Regions from separate parts of the Aedes aegypti genome. Here region 1 is linked to region 2. Evidence: chromatin contacts called from public Hi-C data. All regions are on one chromosome and are shown on one strand. Each heading gives the region's core, a stretch centred on a gene start, on an enhancer-like site or on the middle of the called end of the contact. The rest is flanking DNA. Distances are from core to core; before and after follow the strand shown.

The links. A called contact is a pair of places that touch in the nucleus more often than the background predicts.
Region 1: a contact with region 2 is called in a Hi-C map of whole pupa, with 4 times the contacts expected there. The contact joins the enhancer-like site here to the promoter of LOC5565476 in region 2. A contact is called at or near these places in 2 of 2 Hi-C or Micro-C datasets (whole body and whole pupa).

Annotation. Positions count from the first base shown.
Region 1 is chr3:146,642,153-146,646,947 of AaegL5.0, forward strand. All of the region lies in intron 3 of LOC5565476 (zinc finger protein squeeze), which reads left to right. Among protein-coding and RNA genes, the nearest start is that of LOC5571566, 55 kb to the right of the region's middle. Within about 2 kb of position 2,124, at least 2 of the 3 cell types and tissues checked have open chromatin away from gene starts, as enhancers often do.
Region 2 is chr3:146,566,875-146,572,099 of AaegL5.0, forward strand. LOC5565476 (zinc finger protein squeeze) reads left to right here and starts at 1,409. Exons shown (of 5, transcript XM_021849351.1): 1 at 1,409-1,605; 2 at 2,310-3,177. The coding sequence starts at 2,791.

The DNA of each region.
Region 1 (4,795 bases), core at 874-3,373, 76 kb after region 2:
ACAGCTGAAGGGAATTCCAATGTAAAATGCTGAAATTGGTGAGTTTGTTCCAGTTGGAAAGCTTAATTGTTATCCAATTATATTTTTTTAATGTGATCCAATGACCATCAAGAATCTGGCTGAAAAACAAACACATTTCAGTTATAACCATTCTATGTTTTGTTACATTCAAAGTTTTGTTAGTCTCAAAGTTAAAATTAGATGCCTCGCGATTTGTCGGAGCTTTATTTTGTTCCTTTTTTTATTCCGATGACCCTAGAGGGATCGGTTCTGCTTAAAAATCGCAGAGCAGAAAATTACTCCCCTACTTTTTGTTTCAACCACTACATTAACATATTTCTTCTTTTGTTTAGTTACACGTTAATCGTACCCACGCGACATTTTATTTATTTATTTATTTTTTTTTCGTTCCGATGACCCTGGAGGGATCGGATCTGCTTTTAATGATTACTGAGCAGATAACCAGAGCTTACACTACTTTCATAAAAACGGTTGATAGTACTATTCGATGCCAAATAATCTATACGGTAAATAAAACACATGTTTTCTTTTTTGAATGCCGGCATTCAAAAGATTAAAACTTAAAAAAATAAACAACAAATGCCCTCGGTCTATCGCCAGCTTTTCAGGCGAATCCTGACAATATACCTATCCCAACCTCCACCTCCGTAGCACTTATGAGGGCGTCGCTGAGTCGGTGGCCTCTCATTAAGTAAGTGCTACATCAACATTTCCTTCCCCTATCCCAAGTTACGGTAAAGATGGGCGTGGCCGGGAATAGCGATGTTAATGCTATTGGTATTCTTCTTCATGATTGGATCAAGGTTCACTCCCCAGCCTTGTTCCTAAAAGCAATCTGGATTAGATTATCAAAAATAAACATTAATATTGCTAGTATCCAATCTACGAAGTATACCGTAACTACGCTAACGCTAACGCTAACGCTAACGCTAACGCTAAATCGTTTTCAATTGATTTCGAAGCACGATCAAGCAAATGGAGAAAAAGATCGCATCTTTATTTGTCCATGATCGGTAATGATTCCCAAGTTGTAACATGCTTGATAAATAGCAGAAGCAAAAGAGAGCCTTAAAGACAGAGAGAGCGATGATAAAACCCGTTTTTAAGCCAGCTTGTTTAAATGGGTTCTATCATGCTCTGCTATCCCTCGATATAATTAGAGCTGTAGCAGTATACGATAAACAGACTCTCATGATATATAACAGATCATGATTATTACAGAGAGCAAAGAAGTCAAAAATCCCTCCACTGGAAGTCCAGAAACGATATACTTTAAAATATCCACAAATACAGAGAATCTATTGTATGTTGATCCGTTGAATCTGTTGTATGCTCCTGTGAAGCGATCAACGAAATCGGGATCGTGTTCGGTTCGCGTAGTAACTACACTATCGGTATCGGTCTTACATGTATATGCTCACGTTTTCGAACAAACCCTTTCCAAACTCCCAGTGTTTTCTTGTGGAAGTGAAGAGGACTCCTCAACTTCCACAAAGCAAGTATCACGTCAACATTTCTCTCTCATCCCCAAATTGACCTGCATTCGGATGAAGCCGGCGCCGTTATTATTTGTTATAATAACGAGAGCATCAGTACATACGCATTGAGAATGCTACTGATCCTAAGTAGCGTCTGTGAGTTCCCTGTGCAAGTACAGCTATTCTTAAAATAACGGAGTAGCAACTGCGGGCGGTTAGTCATGCTCATGCTCATATTTTTTTAAATAAAATCTTCAATATTTGTGGTACCCAAAGTGACGCATTCTACACCACACATCCCCGCAATCTACTCGGCGTCCAACACAAACAAAATATCGAAAACGAGAAGAAAAAACTAACGCCAACATTAGAGCAGCACTCTACCTTCCCTATGGCTTTTGGTAGACGCCCGAAAAACAGAAGAGATGGAAAAAAACCTCAGTATGTAGGTACTGGATTGGAGCGGGCGGTTTTGCAAAAAAGCGAATGCAATTTTTCGTATGTTTTATTGTTATTGTTATTATTTTTTTGTGCTGGCGATTCGCCGCATATCAGATTTTGTTATTTTTATACCGTTCACATTCGCGTTCGCAGGCTAATCCTATACACGGGAATGGGTGTATGGTTGTTCGATAGTCGGTGGTATTAGAGAGCGAAAGGGATTTTATGCGAATGTAGGAAACGGCGATAGAAGTGGTCGCTGTTCTTGTGAGGCGGAGTCAGGGTTGTGTTGAAGGGGGCTTTATTGTCTTTGAAAATAAAAACAAAAATTGGCTCATTTTTTTTGGTTTTGATTATAATTTCGGTCGTAATATAAGTCGGAAAGGATAATTTAGACAAGGGAGGAAAGTCATGTAATGCATTATTTAGACACATTTATCTTACTATTTCATGACGACCATTTTCATAACAATTACAAATTGACTGCAAAAATATAAAAAATGTGAATTGCATCAACAGAACATCTGTGATACCTACGAATGCAAGAGCATGTAGGGTGCAGAACCACTTCACTTTGACATGGGGTGTTTTTCTCAGCCGAATTGTTTGAAACTTTGTAATAAGCAGCGTATGACGAATTTTGTGGTTATGTAGCTTTCTCCGGCTCCCTACAATGTACATTTCAAGAACATAGGGGAACTTACGTATTCTCGGCAGTCTAAGCTGAAGCCACTCTTTTTTTGTTATTGTCTCGGACATGCGCACACATATTACGTGTCTATCTATTTACAATTATGCGCTTCTCAATCCTCTATTGATTCACACCGACAGACATGTGAAAAACTTCTTGGAAACGTTTTTACAACGCTTGGAACATCTCATGTCAGTGTGCCCATTGTCGGCAGCCTCGTTCTCTTCGGAAGCCTTTCCCATAATAACTGCTGGTAAATTTGTTCGGCAACTTCAAATTAGCCGCATTTTGAGGCGTAGAGTAAGGTGGGGCAAAAGCTCGACCTTAGTGGTATAATCAAAGTTTCCAGGAAAACAATAGCAGTTAAAACAAAACAAATACCATACAGTGAACCGTCAACATATTGGCTATAATTTTGCTGAACATACTTGGGTCAAAATATTTACCCATTTTTAGTTATAACAGTTTCAAAATTAATTGTCTTATTCGAACTTTTGCCCCACCGGTGGGGCAAGAGTTCGAATCTAGTGTGGGGCAAAAGTCCGCTGGCTAAAACATAAAATATCGATCCTTTTATGATAGGCATACTTTACACCAGCCGTGAACTTAAGTTTGACGAAAAATACACACTAAATTTTCATCAAAAAATTGCCCAAAAGTGGGTTAATTGTAATATACTCAAAAATAGCAGTTTTTCACAAAACTATGTGAAAATGTAAAATTTTGGTGACAATTTTCACACAATCAGACAAATTTAACTGAATTTGAAGAAAATTTGTGGGTTTTAGGCAATTTGCAAATTTTTCCGTGATTTTATACATGGGTCGAACTTTTGCCCCGCTGATTCGAACTTTTGCCCCACTATGGGCCAAAAATTGTTTTCAAGCATCTATGCAAAAACTAATACACCTCAAAGCAACCTTATGATAGGCTTAGAAACGCCCTTACATAAAATATTGAAAAAGATTTTATCTTAAATTGATTCCATGCAACGAAAGTTTGACCAAACATTACAATATTCACGTCGAAAAACAACAAATAGTTATAACTTTTCCAAATCTCAATCGATTTTTATGATATTTGGATTGAAAGTCTCTTACTTGAATAGAATTCGAACCACCATGACATTTATAAGATTTGTTTTGAATTGAGCGAGAAATCTGAAAAAGAAACTCTTACCCCACTCGAACTTTTGCCCCACTTTACTCTATTTGTCTTTGATTTCACGGCTTCTCTGGCGAAATTGTTTATTCGGTCTTGGAAATCTCGAAACCAAACTTTTGACCTATGACTTGAATGACTGGTTCATTGATTTTGAATTCCAGATTTATCGGCCATAATTTCTTGAGTGCTCTTCACATGATAGAAAATTTTGATCGATCTAATGCTGAGAAAATTAGCCTTGTTTTTCAGTGTCTATCGAATTTCGCCATAGAGAGTTTCATTTGGACATGTAATCACAGAGATATAGAGAAAACACTTTGGTATGTTTTTCTTCTGGGGGTGAACCCAAACTTTTGCTCGGGAGTGTATCTATAGGTAATTTGACAAAGAGTCCAGAAATGGTCGCCATAATGGCTGTTTAGATTCCATCTTATATTTTCACGAACATAGTTTGCGGGGTTCACGAAAAGCTTCTCGTTGTAAGTGCACTTCGTAATCATGTTGAATAGTATTTTCAGCTCTAAGTGACTTGTGGGTCACGCAAACCATTACTTTTGGAAATGCAAGTATGTATCCGAGTGATGTGTGATATAGGTGAGCATTGTGCGTACACTTAACTAAAAAGAGGTCTAGACAGCAACTAAGGGCCCTCCACAACTCATCAAAAATTCTTCATAAACCTTGTCAGAAATTCGAATCGACAATCCTCCCAGACATGAGATCTACTCAGATCAATTTGAGAGATATGTGATTGAAAATCCTCCAAAAGTGATGGCGAAACCCGTTCAGAATCTGTAGTGATCGATCTTTGGTAACTTTGAGAGGATTTTCGGAATAGAATAAGATTCGCCCAAGAACTTTCCAAGTTTTTTTTTTTAAGATCTCGCTAGGAAGCAGAAAAACTTCATTGGTGAACTTTGTCAAAAGTTGAGAAAAAATACGCCAGGAAGTTTCCATGGTTATCCCATGGTTATCGTATTAGGAAGATTTTCAAAGTTTA
Region 2 (5,225 bases), core at 159-2,658:
GCAGATTGTAATCGGCGGGTTGAACTAACTGATCCAAGGTTTGAATGGTTCGTTCAAATCCTTCCAACAGAAATTGGAAATCGGGAGCCGACTCCTTAGTCAGATTCGGGAGTTTGAAGAGTGCTTGCACCTGCCTCCGCTTCAACTGCTTGCTGTCGTTGTATCGCTAGGTGAGTGATCTGATAGTTGGCTCTTGTTATTGCCAGAGCCTTCGCTTCGCCGCACCCTTTCAGATAATGGATTTTTTCACATGTGGTTAGTGCGACTTCCAGTGTATGAGTGACGTATACAAGTCGCAGAAGCTCAGCCACTCGTCAATGTTGCCGTCGAAAGTCTGCAACTTGATTTGCGGCAATTGCACGTGCTCCATGGTCGGCTGTTGCGATGTATCAAGACTGTGAATGAATTGGTTAAAGTAGGGGGTTTCTCCAGTTCCTTTATTTTGTCCAGCAGCAATGCATTCATATCATAATACTTGCAGCCGAACTCGGATCGCTGAGTGGAGCAGATCTCATCCTCCTCGGTGAAGTCCTAGTGGGTCTTGATGCCCAGGATCAAATCGTTCACCTTCTCCCACAATTCATCAAATTTTTCTAGTCGCACCATTACCTGACTTGTCACTACACTCAACTTATCGACAAACCAAAAGATGTCCTGGAACATGTTGAGGAGTGACCTCCTGTGCTTCCAGGGAAGCTCCTCCGGGACTTCCAAGGAAGCTCCTGCGGGACTTCCAGGGAAGCTCCTCCGGGGCTTGCAAGTGCTAAAACGAATGTAGTATTTTTTTTTTAACATAGCGTGTGATAAAAAATTTTAATTATTGACTTTCTGATCACCCCTAATCTAACAATCCCGGTACTATCTGAGCAAACATATGCAGTAATAGAAAGCATACGTTTGTGACGGCCTCTCTTCCACACATGGAGGCCTTCGTTCGGTTGGTCGGTCAAATCGCTCCTCTCCGCTACTGTCTGATGGTTAGACTGAGTGATGCATGTATGATCAGTTTTTTATTTCAGCAGCACTCTCTCCTTCTCTCCCCTATGTTTTTTTAAACCATAATCACACACTATCACCAACCACTTCTCGCACACTCGCTCGTTCACTCACTAACTCCGTTCTCCCATCCATGCGTTTTCAAACCGCTCGTAGAGTTCTGTGTTGTTGCTGCGTTGCTTGCTGCCGTTTCTGCTGCTTCTACTCAACTCAACTCAACTCGCTATGCATACATGTAGGTATAGAGGAGTTTTTAGAAATAAAAATGTATGTACACAAAAATGACGCGCGCCTGAGTGTGTTTTGTGGGACCGACCGACCGATCGCCGACTGAACTGATGATGAGAGAGAACGCGCGCGCGAGAGAGAGGACTGGCAGGCAGGCAGACAGACGAGACAGGGCGAACTTCTACTACAAGCAGCACACGCAGCAGAGCGCACAAAACCGAACCGGGGAAGATTATAATGCTAAAAAGTTTGAGGACCAAAAACTTTTTCTAAAACCAGTCGAGTTTTTGCCTTGCGCTGATTAACACACATTTTCGGGGCCCCTTGGCGCGTAGAAGCAGCTATAGCCTAGCGTAGAGCCTTCCTTCTCTGCTTACGACGGTGCGTCGACGGCAAGCAAAAGTGTGTTCGGGGTTTGGAGTTTTTCGCGCCGCGATCCCTCCAATCACTCGTGGTGGTTCTATTTGAAGAGATTTTTTTGGTGGAGATTTTTTTTTTGTGATTCGTGTTTACCGATCGTCATCGTCAGTGACAGCATAAAAAGTGTTCTTAGCAATTGACTTAGAAGGGGGTGGCAAGTGCATTGGTTAATAACAGTTTGGCGCTTATTGGAAAACGCGCGCGCCTTTCGAAAGACGGTTTTTGCGTCATGCGAATGACATTATTTTCGGCGGAAGAGTTATCAAGAGATTCTATGCGCTTGGTTGGGTTTTGAATAACCCGGAATAGAACACCGACGACCTGCACGAGAACGGAGCTGCGGTGACGAGGAGCGCTTTCCGTCCGTTTCGAAGAGTCGTTCGCCCGCACCCGCGTGTTGCAGCAGAGCTTCGTTTTTTTGGGTTCGTTTTTTGAGTCATCGGTCTCTGTTGTTATGCGAATTATTTTTTCGCTATATACCACATAAAACAGAGGCGTCCTGCTCTCCACCCCCGCGCATCATCGAACGCGTCCGTCCGCCACTTTGGGACCGTTGTCGTAAAATTCTTCGTACGTGAGAGCTTGCGGCGGCAAAGGTTTTTTTTTTCGTTTTTTTGAAAGCAATTTTTGCCCCTTTTTCCGCTGTCTATCGCCGTCGAGAGAAGAGAACCCAAAACAACTGAGAAAATCCAGACATCTGAAGGGAAAAACGTGAAAGAAACGTCTGCGTAGTGTGAGTGATACGAAAAAGTGCTGGAAAAACGATTTGCATGGTTTATCGACCGAAAGGAAAATAAACAAAAGAAAAAATAAACTTCAAAGTGATAAGACCGGAAGTAAACAGTAAACGTGGGTGATCTATATGTGAAGCGCGTACAGTGACGGTGTGGTGTCCTCGAGTAGTTGAATGTGGTTCGTGAATACCGAAGTCGTGCCTTACCGTGCAGTTCTGTGACCGTTTGTTGGGTCACGCTACAATCCGCCAACATTGATCTTTTTTCGTCGCAACCCGTCCCCGGAAACGGCTCCAAGATTCTCTCCCTACAACATCACCACCACCCCCATCATCCCTCGGCCGGCACCCTGGAGGGTCGAACGATCGAATATCGGCCCGGCGGCGGGTTGGACTACCACAACTCGCCGCTGATGGCCGAAATCCCGACCGGTGACTACAGTCACATCCACCGTTCCATCGACCAGCTGCGGTCGATGAACGAACGTGGAATGCTTGGTCAGCTGAATGCCCTGACGGCCGGCAACTCGACAGACCTGCGATCGGCCATCGCCGTCCACGAGTACAAACCGTACATCAGCGATTTGCGACAGCAGCAAAATATCGAACGAATCGACTATGCCGCCGTGGTGCACAAACAGGCCCTGGACGAACAGCACCGGATAGCCGCCAACAACAACAACAATTCGGACAACGATCTACGCCACCAGGAGGATCAGAAGCCGGTGCTGCATTACAGTGCGCCTTCGACGCCGCCGACGCCACTGTCCATCAGCGAGACGCAGATGCACGAGTCCAAGGTAGGTCCCATTTGAATGTGTTTCGAGCTGTGCTTCTTCCAGGCGAGGTGTGAAGAAGAACCTCGGTCCCCAAAACGAACCTCTATTCTTTTCTATTCGATTTGCATACACACGGACACGTTCTCGATTGCCTAACGGGCAGTTTGCGCAAAGGGATAAGCTCGGCGAATACCGTAAGGTCCTTGCCACTCTGGTTTCAATCTACGACCATCACCGTCTAAAAGAAACGAGACGATCTTATAGGATTTTCTGATTATCTTTTTGGTCTTTTCCGGGGTAAACCGGTTTGTGGGAAAAATGGGTCCCAAACACTGCTGTGAAAGCAACCTTGAAGGGAATATTAGTTCTTCGTTTAAGAGATTCCAAATTTGCTATCGTGCTGTCTCAACAGACTTTCTAACTCATGATGCAGACACAAAAGCTTAAATTAATTTGAATAAAAATACAAGAAAACCATGTTTTTAACGCAAACTCGACTTAGCCTATATATTCCAGTATAAAAACTTTGAAGTAATAAGCGAAAAATTTTCTATCAGTAAAAACTAGATATACTTGAGCTCCGGGAAGACTTAATTCCCCCGATTTTTTGAACTAAAAACAGTTTATTCCAATTAATTTTGCGCAATATTCGTCTCTCTGTAAGACAAGATGAGAGCTTATAACTCATCCGATGTAACAACGAATCATATTTTGAAAGGAGTTTCACTCTAATACAAATTAACAAAGATTTTTGGAACGGCTATGAACGGCGTTTATTTTTCAGAAAAATCTCTGATTTTCACAATTTGGAGGATTTAATATGAAAATCGAACGCGCAATCTGAAACTATCTTGAGAATAAAAATTTAGAATATGTTTCTGCTCAGTATGATTTGTTTTAAAATATATAGGTTGGGTACTTTCTTTCCCGCAACTTATATACAGACATTGTATTTGTGGTGCAAAACATGTTTATTCCAGGGCTTGTAATGAGTCACTTTTTAGTGATCTGTAGAATTCCGGCGAACAATTTCTTCAAAGAGAAGAAATTTTCTTCCATTACTCATCAGCAAGAAAATTTTCTTTTTTCGAAGAAAATTCGCACCGGAATTCGTCTACTGGTCACTATTCTCGACATAGGGAAAGTGTACCAGTTATGACCATAGTGGTTCCCTAATTGGCCATATGCAAAATTTGGCTAACTTTTACATTTTTAATCTTTTTGAATGTTTTAACATGAAGATTTATCCTTTATTTTACTGCTAAAACCCAAAAGATTTTTCAAAATGTGAAGGCATTCAAGATATCACGTATGGCGAAATAGAGAACCACTATGGCCATAACTGGTACACTTTCCCTAGCTACTAAATGTCACTATTTGCAACAAAAAGTCACTAAATTCACGTTTTTCACTGAAATTGTAACTAAAGTCACCTTTTCTTAGCACCAATGATAAAAAATGACAATTTGGCATTATTATTATTCAAATTTTTGTTGCTCTTATAAAATCTTTTTTTTATCTTAAAATCAAAACGTCAAGGAAGGAATAGATTTCCGACACAATTACTGGTGAAATTTAGGTGAATATTGTGTATTTTTTTTCTGGTAGATTGTCTGAAAAATGTCGAATTTCTTGCAGAACTTTGTGATGAAATGCTGGCTAAATTTAAAAAACAACTTGAAGTTGAAATTTATGCAAGGTATTGGATAAAACTAGGTTGAAACCCGAAACATATTTATCAAAGACAAATTGAATAAACTGCGGGCAGAATATTCAGAGTTATTGTCGGTAGGAAGCCAGAAGCGATGTTCTTTCTCACCGTTCGAAGGAATCTTACAACAACTCTTACAGATGGTATGCCAACAACTTTTCTGGTATCAAAAAATGTTGTAGAGATTCGTTGAATATCCTTCTGGGAATTTCTTAAATTTATGCTGGATTTTTCTAAGAATTCTATCAAAAATTTATTCAAATAATACTTCCTAGAATCTATTATTTTCTTCCTTGTTATTAAATTTTGAATTTTGCCAGGAATTTCACGAAAAAAAAAATCTCTTAGAAATCAACCA